Regions from separate parts of the Oryctolagus cuniculus genome. Here all the other regions are linked to region 1. The links are chromatin contacts, called in public Hi-C and Micro-C maps. All regions are on one chromosome and are shown on one strand. The core of a region is the stretch at or near the end of the contact, and the rest is flanking DNA. Distances in the headings are between cores, read along the strand shown.

Region 1 (4,062 bases), core at 669-3,168:
GTCAGTGAGTGATGGTTCAAGTACTTGGGTCCTTGGCACTCATGTACAGCTGAAATGAGTTCCCCGGTTTTGGGGCACTTAAGGAGTAAATTAGCAGGTGGGAGTCACTCTCTGCCTCTCAAATTTAATAAATAAAAATTTTAAAGTTTCATACTCAGTCTTCATCTGGTGTTAGTGAGGTTTATACATGTTATTGTCATAGTGGAAGAAAGCTTTGATGGACTCTTTTTTTTTTTTTTTTTTTGACAGGCAGAGTGGACAGTGAGAGAGACAGAGAGAGAGAAAGTTCTTCCTTTGCCGTTGGTTCACCCTCCAATGGCTGCTGCGGCTGGTGCGCTGCGGCCCGCGCACTGCACTGATCCGAAGCCAGGAGCCAGGTGCTTCTCCTGGTCTCCCATGGGGTGCAGGGCCCAAGCACTTGGGCCATCCTCCACTGCACTCCTAGGCCACAGCAGAGAGCTGGCCTGGAAGAGGGGCAACTGGGACAGAATCTGCCGCCCCGACGGGACTAGAAACTGGTGTGCCAGCGCCGCAAGGTGGAGGATTAGTCTATTGAGCCGAAGCACCGGCCCTTGATGGACTCTTTACCTTTTAGGAAAGCATTTGGTTTATAAATTAGAAAACTATTTTTTTCTTTTATTCAATGTATAGAAAAGGAAAGGAAGCTGGTAATTGTTTTTGTTTGTATGCGTGTCTCTTGATCAAATTCTTGAGCTAATTTCACAGTGATTTCTGCTATGTATGTGAACTCTGACCATATATGAAAATGGTGTGTTAGGTCATGGCTGTGGGCAGAGATTAATTGGTGAAAAATGGGCCTGTTTGTGGGATTTACCACACAGTAAGGTTTCTCATCTCCCTGGAAAAATGTGGAATTAGCTTTTTGAGAAATGCAGTTCTGTCATGAGGCTGGAGGGAGTTTCGGTGGAGGGAAACACAGTTCACCCTCTAAGGCAGTTATGATTGGTGCGATTCCAGAGCAGTCCCTTTGGTACTGCAACGTTCTTCTCACTTTGAAGTCAGCATTTCCTAACGTTGCTAGTTTCACCACTACTTTACAGATAGCATCTTACTTGGCTTTTGAAGGGCAATGGATCACAGCTGAGGAGTGGTCTTGGCGAGAACACCTAATGTTCCTATCCCCCCTCTCTAGAACTTGCTGTTATAGTGAAAAAGCTTTCAATTTGGAAAGGACATTTGCAACAGCAAATCTTACAGGCCATGTTAGAGGGGAACTAGACTGACCATTGCGTATGTATGGCAAGGGTGGAAGGTGGAGGACGTGACGTCAGTTCCTTGCCTGTGAAGCAAGATTTGGATGTTTCCAGAGTGCCCGCCACGTGCACCCTCCCTAAGGGCCACTGCAGGGATTTTGGGCCTGCTGCGTGGCTCAAGGAAACACGTTGCAGCTGGGGCCATACCTACCCACCGTGATTAGAGGTTCTGGGTTGTGGCCTTGGTGATGACGGGCCCTCACTTGGTCACAGCTCTGCTCACACAGTCCCAGGGCCCACCCCGAACTGGGCTGAGGTTAGAGGCAGCCCCTCCCACTCTGGGCTCGGTATCCCCACTAGGCACTCCTTTTGGGGATCACAAACGTCCTCTCTTTCCCCAAGACCCCAGTGGTGACCTGTCGGAGCCTGGCTAGACACCTCTGACTTCCCCTCAAAACACCCTGCGTGTCTGGGGTCCCAGGTTGGCGGGTTTGCCCTTCCCATCCGATGACGACCCCGTCGTCTCTCCCAGCCCCAGCCGGCCCCCGGACTACCACGGCCGCACTCTCCTGCCCCACACTCACACACTCGGCGGGGTCCCGATCTCGCGTCCCTGTTGGTGGCGGCGGGCGCCGGTGCTGGCGGGCCAGACGCGGGCGCGCGCGGACGGCGGGCAGGGCGCGTGCCCGGCCGGAGCTGCCGCGGGGGAGGAGCGCCCGCTTGCCGCTCGCGCGCCCAACGGACCAGGCTGGGGCCGTGAGGTTAACTGTTGCAGCCAACGGGAGCTGGGAGGCGACACCGAGTCTTCAGTCCCCAGAGTTGCCCGAGGGAAAAGGAGACGGCAGCCGACGCGGTCCCGGAGAGAAGCCCCTTCCGCCGCTCTCCTGAGCCAGCATGTCGCGGACTCTGTCGCTCCTCGGCCCGCGCGGCGGAGACCCCGGGCCGCGGCGACGGGCGCAGCTCTGACGCGCTACGAGCCGGGGGGCGCCCAGAACTCGGTGGCGGGGGTCCGGGAGCGCGAGCGGCTGTCTGCAGTCCGAGCTGGGCGTGCTGAGCCCCGCGGCCACCCCTGGCCATGAGGGGAGAGGAGCGAGACGCCAAAGCCATGCGGTACCCGCAGCCGCCGGACGGGGCCGGCTCGCCCCCCGGGAGTCTGAGGAACGGCTACGTGAAGAGCTGCGTGAGCCCCTTGCGGCAGGACCCTCCGCGCGGCTTCTTATTCCACCTCTGCCGCTTCTGCAACGTGGAGCTGCCGCCGCCGGCGCCGGCCTCTCCCCAGCAGCCGCGGCACGGCTCCCGCTTCTCCCGGGCGCGCCTCTCGCTGGGCGCCCTGGCCGCCTTTGTCCTCGCCGGGCTGCTCGGCGCGGGGCCCGAGAGCTGGGTTACCGGGGCCGCCCAGCTGCGGACGCTGCTGAGCGTGTGCTCGCATAGCCTCAGCCCCCTCTTCAGCATCGCCTGTGCCTTCTTCTTCCTCACCTGCTTCCTGACTCGGACCCAGCGGGGCCCCGACCTGGGCCCAGGCGGCGGCTCCTGGTGGGTGCTTGCGCTGCCCGCCTGCTGTTACCTGGGGGACCTCTTGGGGTGGCCGTGGTGGTCCTGGCCGTGGGGGGCCGAGACCCCCGGCCCGCACGCGCCCCCAGCGGTGGCGGGCAGGTTGGTGTTGGTGCTGAGCTGTGTGGGTTTGCTGACGCTCGCACAGCCTGCGAGGCTCCGCCACAGCATCCCGGCGCTGCTGCTCTTCGCCAGCTGCGTCTGGTGGGTCTCCGTCACCAGCCTGGGCTCGCTGCCTTCGGTCCTTCGGCCGCTGCTCTCTTGCCTGGTCGGGAGCGCAGGCTGTCTGCTGGCCCTGGGGTTGGATCACTTCTTTCAGATCAGGGAAGCGCCTCTCCATCCTCGGCTGGCCAGCGCCGTGGACGAAAAAGTGCCTGTGATACGACCCCGGCGGAGGTCCAGCTGCGTTTCGCTGGGAGAGAGCGGCGCCAGTTACTATGGCAGTGGCAAGATGTTCCGCCGACCGTCGTTGCCTTGTATTTCCAGAGAGCAGGTATGTTGGCCCGGGAGTCGGGGCCGCCCGGGGGCGAGCGCGCCGTCGGCCTTGGCGCTGCGGTGCGCGAGTGCAGGGAGCGTCTTGGAAGTGGGAGCAAAGGGGAGGAAGTCATGTTTTATCCTGGAAGGGATTCCTCAATTACAGGAAGCGTTTGCAGAACGCAGAAGCAAGTTTTGTCCTTTGAGTGGCCCTGAAATAGCCCCCTAAGCAGGCTGCATTTTAAGCGACTTTGTGTATGTAATGGGGGTGGGGGGGCTGCTTCTCAGAGGAATGAGGCGGGCACGCTCTTGTTTGGTGCCAGTATCACTTTGCTGGTGGTATCTGCCCCAGCGGAGCGTGCGGCCTTCAGCCTGAGGGGAGACTGTGGGAGTTTTCGCCAGTGATGATAATCGAGGGGGGAATCTGAGAGCGTCACCTGGAAAGAACAGTTTGGAACTGAGACTCAGTCGTTCAGACAGAAAGCCAGCCATATAGCCTGCTAGAGTTGTGTGAGTGTGTGTGTGTGTGTGTGTGTATTTTTTCAACACTAACTCACTGTGTTGTGTGTATTTGTTGCAAAATTAGGGTAATTTTTAACAGCTTAAGCTTAGTAATGTCTGGAAAGTTGTCAAAAGCGTTTTTTTTTTCTTCAGAGACTTAAAATTTTTGTAAAGAATTGAAATCATCAGGGAATGAACTTATGTCTTTATATAGCATTGGGAGATTTACCTGTTCGACATCACCACAAGGTTCAGTAAGCATAGTTAATATTCACTAAGCTCAGTGGAAAATGCTTTACATATGTTGTCTCAAATCCTCACA
Region 2 (4,272 bases), core at 55-2,554, 140 kb before region 1:
CCTTTGGGTTCAACTATTGAAGTTTATATGCATCAAACTTTTTCTTTAAATGAGCTCAAATGTCTATCTCTTGAATTCTTCTCCCAAAACCCTCACAGCACGAAGTCCCACAGCTCTGTACACATCCTTTTCTATCTTAAAATTAAGGTTAGGGATATGTCTGATTATCTTTGAGCCTCCCCTGTACTTGCACTTTTGTACACATAAAATTTTTCTTTGTTACTTTGGGCTAGATACGAATAACTACGATACACTACTGTTTTAGACAATCTTCAAAAAGGCCTTTCACTACTTGGCAGAACAATCACAGGGGAGAGCGGACTGAACGCTGGACTCTTTGGCGTGGGACTTGAAGCCCACAGAACTACATTATAATCCTGAGTCCATCATTTCCCCTTTCAGGATAAGTTCACTCATTTGCAATCAGGTGACTGGACAAAGTGAAAGAGACCTTTTCTGATCGCGCCCTAGGGGGCTGATAAGTCGGACGGACCCACCAAGGAAAGGGACGCGATCTAAGGACACACACCCTGGGTCTAGACCGCCCCGGCGGTACAAGGCCGCCTCCGAGTCAAGTCCCGTCTCTCTATCGTCCAGAGCACGAGGGATCGTTTTGGACCTCTGGGAATCTACTCCGGTGAGGGAACTCGAGAGGCGGACTCGACCACTTCATCGAGGCCTTGAGAATAGCGAAATGCGCCGTGAGGAAAAGGCTGCACCGGCTACCGACCGCAGCTCGCCAGGCCAGGCCGGAGATGCTGAATCACTGCCGGAGCCCTCCCGCAGACTGGGGTTCCCATGCCCCGTGGCCTCGGGCCGCTCTAAGAACGGCAGGAGAATTGGTTCGCCATCCCCAAGTCACTGGGACCTCTGCCCTAAACCTTCGAAGGATCGGGACCCAACGCACCATGGTTCCGTCGCCGGCCTGGCTGCAGGACTCCTAGCGAAGGTGCGGAGTAAGGAACGCAGCCGAAACTACCGCTCGGCGATCTACAGAAAAGGCTGCGGGGTTTTGACGGCGGCAGCGCAGGGTAGATCAGTCTATTCCGGAGCTATCGATAGGTTTCCAGCGCTTCCTCGCGCCCTCCTGCGTGGGCGGGGCCCTGGGAGAAGGAGGAACTGAGATTGGCGGGAAACGTAGGCCCCGGAGTGCAGGCAGTGGCTAAACAGCAGCTCGTAGCCCGTCCTGGAGTCTCAGGTTCATCGTCCTCAGAGATTTGAGCTGTGTGTGTCTGAGAAGAACGAGGCTTCAGGAAAGGCCACAGAATAACGCCTGTTTATGTGTGTCAGCCATACTCTTCCTCGAGTATCTTGCTGGTGTGCGTTCTTTGCTTTGCACTTATGAATCCTCTGCCTTCCTTAAATCTCTTCTTCGAAGACCCTGATACCAGCAGCCCTTCATTTTTTATCACTGTTGTTTTCCTCCTCCGGACTTTGAACTACTGTCTTTCCATGCCCTCAGAACCAAGCAGACACCCGATAGATTAGATTAGGCCGCTGAGAATAAAAGGACTTTTTCTTCTGAATTATCTATTTTCTTTTCGAAAGGATCTTCTGGCAAATCCCCAAATGAACTAGTTTGAGACAGCTCTGAGCATAGCTGCCAATAACACCTACCAACTGGTAATTCTCTTTTTAAAGAAGAGGTGAGTGCCTAGATTAAGGTGACATTGGAGCTGAAAGCATCCCTTCGGGATGAGAGTTTTGCATGTACAAGAACTGGCTCAGGTGGTGTGGTCAGGTTCGCAGCAGTGTAGAATCACACTGTTTAGAAACCTTTGCATGTATGTGTTTGAACGCTTTCTTGTCTTCAACATTTTGCAGGTCAAACAAAGATGCCCTGGTATTCTGCATTCTGAACATATATTTACCCAGATCCCTATTGTTTGATATTTAGGTCCTTCCAAATAACTCACGAACTGTTTCCTATATATGTTTAACATCCATATTCTTTTCTTTTGAGTCAGTTCTAGGAAATGGAATTACAGGTTCAAATGAAATGTATAATTTTAAGGCTTTTCATGAAAAGAGCTAAATTGGCTTTTAGAAAAGTTTTACTGTTAGGTCCTCAACTGTAGTATATGGGGTTGCCCCCCTCAAATTTGCAACAATGGTTATTGTCATTTTTAAAGTAACAGATTAAATTAATAGTTCATCTTTTTGATGTACACATTCCTAGCATGTATGAAGTGCTTAATAAATATTGGCGAAGGGAATAAAGAATGTTGAATGAGTGACTAAATGCCCATTTAAAAATTGTCATGTAACATATTTATGGTTATGTGTTGCATACAAATCTGTCAGTTCTTTTACATATAAAATTATATTAAACTATTTTTAATACTATTAAAAAGTTATAGCCATTTTGTTTTCATAAATATTTCTGAAATATTTATGAAATGTCTATTATATTTTCAGTAGTTGTATAGTGTTCTATTGTGTGGAAATGAGATAATTTACCTTACTATTGGTGAGCAATTAGATTCTTTCCAAATTTTTGCTATTATAAAAATACCATAATGATGATTATACATTATTTGGTGTACTTTCCTGATTACCTCCTTATGATGAATTCATAGAAGTAGAATTGTGGGGTCAGAGGGAATGCACATTTGTAGTTAAGATTTATATGGCTAAGTTGCAAAAAAATATTATATCTGTTTACATTCTACAGTGCCTGAGAATCCTCTTTCATTGTACCCTCACCAACATTGGATATTGTGAGTACACTGTGCAGTTATCAAGTTGATAGGCAGGGAAAAAAAAAAAAAAAAACCTCTTGCTTTAATTTTCTTTGTAGTTTTTGATTACTAGTAAAAAATCTTTTAATGTATTTCCTGCTGTTTGTTATGTTAGTAAACTGTACTTCATTCTTTTCTCAATTTATTATTACGTTACTCATTTTCTCATTCATTTGTTGGCACTCCCTGTCAATAGGGATGGTAACCTCTTATTAGGTTACTTTTTTTTTAATATTTTATTTATTTATTTGAGAGGTAGAGTTAGAGACAGTGAGAGAGACAGAGAGAGAGGTTTTCCATCTGCTGGTTCACTCCCAGATGGCTGCAACGGCCGGAGCTGTGCCAATCCGAAGCCAGGAGCCAGGAGCTTCTTCCAGGTCTCCCACGTGAGTGCAGGGGCCCAAGGACTTGAGCCATCTTCTACTGCTATCCCAGGCCATAGCAGCGAGCTGGATTGGAAGAGGAGCAGCCAGGACTTGAGCCAGCGCCCATATAGGATGCTGGCGCCATAGGTGGAGAATTAACTTATTGTGCATGGTGCATAGGTTACTTTTACAGAAGATTTTTGAATACAAAAAAAAGAAACTCCTTGAAGGTAGCTCAAGTGAAAATGAGGAGGGAAATTTGTTATTCCAGAGAGTTAGGGAACCACTTAACTGTCCAGGGATAGGAATTTTTTTGTCTTTTTTTTTTTTTTTTTGACAGGCAGAGTGGACAGTGAGAGAGAGAGACAGAGAGAAAGGTCTTCCTTTTGCCGTTGGTTCACCCTCCAATGGCTGCCGCGGCCGGCGCGCTGCGGCCGGCGCACCGCGCTGATCCGATGGCAGGAGCCAGGAGCCAGGTGCTTTTCCTGGTCTCCCATGGGGTGCAGGGCCCAAGCACCTGGGCCATCCTCCACTGCACTCCCTGGCCACAGCAGAGGGCTGGCCTGGAAGAGGGGCAACCGGGACAGAATCCGGCGCCCCAACCGGGACTAGAACCTGGTGTGCCGGCGCCGCTAGGCGGAGGATTAGCCTAGTGAGCCGCGGCGCCGGCTTTTTTTTTTTTTTTTTTTTTTTTTTTTTTTTTTTGACAGGCAGAGTTAGAGAGAGAGAGAGAGAGAGAGAGAGAGAGAAAGGTCTTCCTTCCATTGGTTCAGCCCCCAAATGGCTGCTATAGCCGGTGCACTGAGCCGATCCGAAGCCAGGAGCCAGGTGCTTCTTCCTGGTCTCCCTTGGGGTGCAGGGCCCAAGCACCTAGGCCATCCTCCACTGCCTTCCCGGGCCACAGCAGAGAGCTGGACTGTACTCATCAAACCTTCATTGAGTGAATACATGAAAGAACAGCAGATACCTGCAAAACCTGTCCTTTTGGTTATTGTTTCCTGAGCAAATATCCAGGGCTCTGTGACTTAGAAATTGGCTGGACTCTTCAGAGTAACACTTATTAAAGCTCTATTTGTAGACCAATAGAAGAAGGAACATTTGGTAGGCTTTTGTCAAAAGTGAAAGTCTGGGGCTGGTGCTGTGGTGAAGTGGGTGAAGCTGCTACC
Region 3 (3,854 bases), core at 1,243-3,742, 220 kb after region 1:
ATTCAGAGGGAATCTTCAAGGAAATGGTTATTCAACATGGTACACTTCTAATTAAGACTTGCCTTTAAAATGAATGTGTAAGTCCCTTGTACTGGGGTGGGGGTGGTCTTCAAGAATTATAAAGGAGAACTGAATTCATAGGCTGTATAAAAGTTGATGTTAAAGTAACTGTCATAAGCAATTGTAAAGTCCAGGTATTTTTTTATAAGCACACATATAAAATTATAAAGACAATGGAAAAATAAGATTCTATTTACAAACATGTCCTGTAAACTTTTCACAGCTTCCAAAAATATAGGTGGTAATATTCTCCTTCTACCTCAACAAAAGGTATGGTATTTTACAACTTATATAAACTTTGAGGTTTTGGCAGAATTGGGAAATATCTCCAAGATAACAGAAGACTTTTAGGGTTGCTTCATAATCAGGGTAAGGATCAAATGCTTCTGTAGCTTAAAGAGTTAATATTTGGGGACCAGCATTGTGGCCCAAGGGATAAAGCTGCCACCTGCAAGGCTAGCATTCCACATGGGCACTGACCCGTGTCCTGGTTGCTCCACTTCCAGTTCAGCTCCCTGCAAATGACCTGAGAAAAGCAGCAGAAGATGGTGCACGTGCTGGGCCCCTGCCACCCATGTGGAAGACCCAGATGAAGCTCCACGTGGGTGGCAGAGGCCCAAGCACATGGACCATCTTCTGCTTTCCCAGGTGCTTTAGCAGGAAGCTGGATCTGAAGTAGAGCAGCCAGGACTTGAACTGATGCCCATTTGGGATGGTGGCACTGCAGGTGTTGGCCTTATCCACTATACCACAGTGCTGGCCCCTAAATAAATCTTTAAAAAAAGTTAATGTTTGCTGGTTATCAAATTTAACTGTAAGGTAGAGTCAGGCAAACACTGGCTACTCTTCAATGTGTAAATAGTTTCAATTTTTCTAAGAATTATTTCAGGTTTCTACAGTTCAACAGTGATTTGCATTACTAAAGGGAACCTGGTTTAATATATTTGATCTCTTTGATTTGTTATGTTTCCACATCTTGTGATTTCTCCATAATATCATGCTGCTTTGTGACAAACATATCAAAGAGATCAAATATATTAAACAGAAATCATGGAAATAAACTCTGGAGAATGGGGGAGGGTAGATAAAACTTAAGAATTATATATATTTTCTTGATCGATGTCCAGGTTCCCTTTAGCAATGCCAACCACTATTGAGCTGCAGAAGCCTGAAATAATTCTTAGACAAATTGATTTAAGTAAGGATTTAAGCACTAACCTGAAATATAATTGCCATACAGCCTTTAACCACAGTTTATCGCTGGAATTCGTTTTCTCTCTCCCTCTGGACTGTTAACTCCCTTCTGGACACTTCGGCCTTTTGAGATAAGGGCACCCTTCCAAACACAAGCACTGTGTTCCTGTCTTTTTCGGGGTGGGGGGTGTCATTCAGTTTTTCTATGTGAAAATGGGGAAAACTTGAAACACCTACCTCACCAGGTGGCTGTGAGATTTAAATGAGTCAACAAGTTGTTCGAGAGAGCAGCACACAGGTGGCACCTTATAAGTACATGCTCTAAGGGCGTTCCTGGCCAATCTGAACCTCGCTCACGCAGGGCTGCAGGGCTCCCGCGCTGTTTTGCGTCATTAGTTCTACGCACGCTTTTCCTATTAACCACAGCCCGCTTCTTGGCGGGACGTTCACTCCATTCTACTTTGAATCCTCACAGCAAACGCTTACACCACTTGTTAGTCAATAGCAAGCCTCGAAGAACCTCCCATAACCATTAACTATAACCAGGCCCCAGAATTCAGGCTGCCGCTACTTTTTGCTCAAGCCAAGCAGTGAACTCTAACCTGCGGGCGATCAAGGCCCGCAGCCTGCGCCCGGCCTACCCGAGAACCACACTGCGCAGGCCCGGGAGCTCCGGGGCGCCGAGCGCGCGCTCCCCTCCGAAGCGAGGAACCCCGGCCCGGATCGCCTCAGAGCGCAGGCTGGAGTGGGGCGGCCCATTGGTGGAGGGGGTGGGCGAAGTGAGCGGGTTTTCCTCAGCAGAAGTTGCCAGCACACAGAAATCTCGGCTCCTCGAACCGGAACTGGCCTCCAGTCCAACCTACAGGGAGACCCAAGCCAGCCCGGAGGCCAGGACGGCGGCCCTCCCTGCTCGCGGCCCGGCGGTCGGGGCTGTACCTCGCCGTACACTTGGCTCTGCTTTCTCATGTAGACATGGGGAAGGTCGGCTGAGGCGGCCAGGGAGTAGATGTTGCCGATAAACGGTAGCCCCGGAGGCCCCGGGGGAAAGCCCACCGGCCGCCTCCGCTTCAGCAGCTGGCGTCCCCACAGTGCAAAGAGCAGTAGGAAGAGCGCGCCGCCCAGCGCCGCCGCGCACTCCTCAGCTCCCGAAGTTTCCCGCATCGGTCCGAGTTGGGGCCGCGTTCCCCTCTGTCAGGCTGGGACGGGGACGACCCCTTCAATCTTGCCACGTTCTCATTGGCCCAATTTCCTGAGGTACCGCCCTTGCTCCATGGCCATTGGTTACCTGAGTGTAGGGCGGTCCCCAGGGCAGCTACCGCATGGCTTTGCCCACTCAACTGCTTTCCGACCCTTTGGATTTGGCGGGGTTTAGGGGGAACCAAGCTGGCAGGACAACCTTCAAGGTTGGCACCAGGGCGTTGAGAACGCAATCACTGGAAGAATCCTGCCTGCCTCCTTGGATGGCCAGCCCTTTCTGAAGGAATCTTTCTAGTGTCAGGTCTACTTATTAAAGACTAGGAAAACTGAACTTCTGTGGGCTTTAGCTGAGCCTGATAATTTTCAGAATTTCCTTCCATTAGAGAGTGCACGCCTGTTCTGCTTTACTTACTCATCTATTTCTTTCCTCATGTTATGAGGCATTTTTGTTGCTGATCCTTTAAGAATTTTCATGAGTAAGCAATTGTTATGCAATTAACTCAGGTAACTTGTGTTTTCACTTCTCTGGTCCTGCCAAACTGGTTGCTGATTGGTAGTCACAGAGGTCTGTGTACGCTGCAGTTGCTCAGGGATAGTACTTAAGCTTTCTACCTATACTACCTAGAATTAAACAACCAATATTTCATATTATTCTTATCATTTCAGTTTCTGTTCTGTTTTTAATCAACACAGAACCTACAGAACTTGGGACTCTCTAAAAGCTGCCCTGTAATTATGATTTAACGTTGGTGGGAATTTTGTGGTCCTCATTAGCCTAGCTTTCATGAATACAGCACTTAGGCAGGTGTTAGGAAGGTGTCGTAAGCACTGAGATAGAGAGGTAAATAAGAGCAACAAAGCCCCTACAGGGTATATTTTATAGAGTCTCCACTTACAGAATAGCTACCGACTGCTTATTACAAATGCCTTATCTGTTATCCTTAGAGAGTCCTTAAAGTTCTTATTAATCGATTGTGAGAAACAACCTCACCCGTCCACTCAAAGGATGGATTCAGACAGGAAGTTCACCAAAGTGAGACTTTATTAATTATCTCACAAGACTGGGTGCCTAGTGGCCCAGCACACCCAGGGGTGGTTTATAGCAAGCTGTTCATTTTCTAGCACGCAGGTCTCTCCCCCTGTTCCTCACTGGCTGAGTAACTGTGGGGTTATGCTCTTGCCTGCATTTGTTTCAGCTGTTTTGGCCACTAACATCCTGTTTGCCTAAGAACTTTCAGATGCATGTAACCCAGATTTTAGCTAGTTACTTGTCTGCAAGCTCTTATGCCAGTTTGTTGTCTTCTCAGATTTAAAACCTTTGAAAATGAACCCAATGTTTATTTCTCACATCAATCAAGAAACTACTATCAGAATGGAAAAACAATAGTACAGGTTATTGCTAA

Evidence for each region. A called contact is a pair of places that touch in the nucleus more often than the background predicts.
Region 2: a contact with region 1 is called in a Hi-C map of an unstated tissue, with 2.4 times the contacts expected there. The contact joins the promoter of PSMA1 here to the promoter of PDE3B in region 1. A contact is called at or near these places in 3 of 6 Hi-C or Micro-C datasets (liver, skin fibroblasts and an unstated tissue).
Region 3: a Micro-C map of ear pinna shows a contact between it and region 1, with 4 times the contacts expected there. The contact joins the promoter of CYP2R1 here to the promoter of PDE3B in region 1. A contact is called at or near these places in 3 of 6 Hi-C or Micro-C datasets (ear pinna, skin fibroblasts and an unstated tissue).

Annotation. Positions count from the first base shown.
Region 1 is chr1:51,563,274-51,567,335 of mOryCun1.1, reverse strand. PDE3B (phosphodiesterase 3B) reads left to right here and starts at 1,918. Exons shown (of 16, transcript XM_002708827.5): 1 at 1,918-3,258. The coding sequence starts at 2,290.
Region 2 is chr1:51,701,270-51,705,541 of mOryCun1.1, reverse strand. It overlaps PSMA1 (proteasome 20S subunit alpha 1), which reads right to left and starts at 1,304. Exons shown (of 10, transcript XM_002708826.5): 1 at 908-1,304. The coding sequence starts at 910. LOC127492353 (a long non-coding RNA gene) reads left to right here and starts at 1,061. Exons shown (of 3, transcript XR_011388330.1): 1 at 1,061-1,198; 2 at 1,549-1,646; 3 at 2,675-2,754.
Region 3 is chr1:51,343,142-51,346,995 of mOryCun1.1, reverse strand. CYP2R1 (cytochrome P450 family 2 subfamily R member 1) reads right to left here and starts at 2,492. Exons shown (of 5, transcript XM_002708828.5): 1 at 2,191-2,492. The coding sequence starts at 2,415.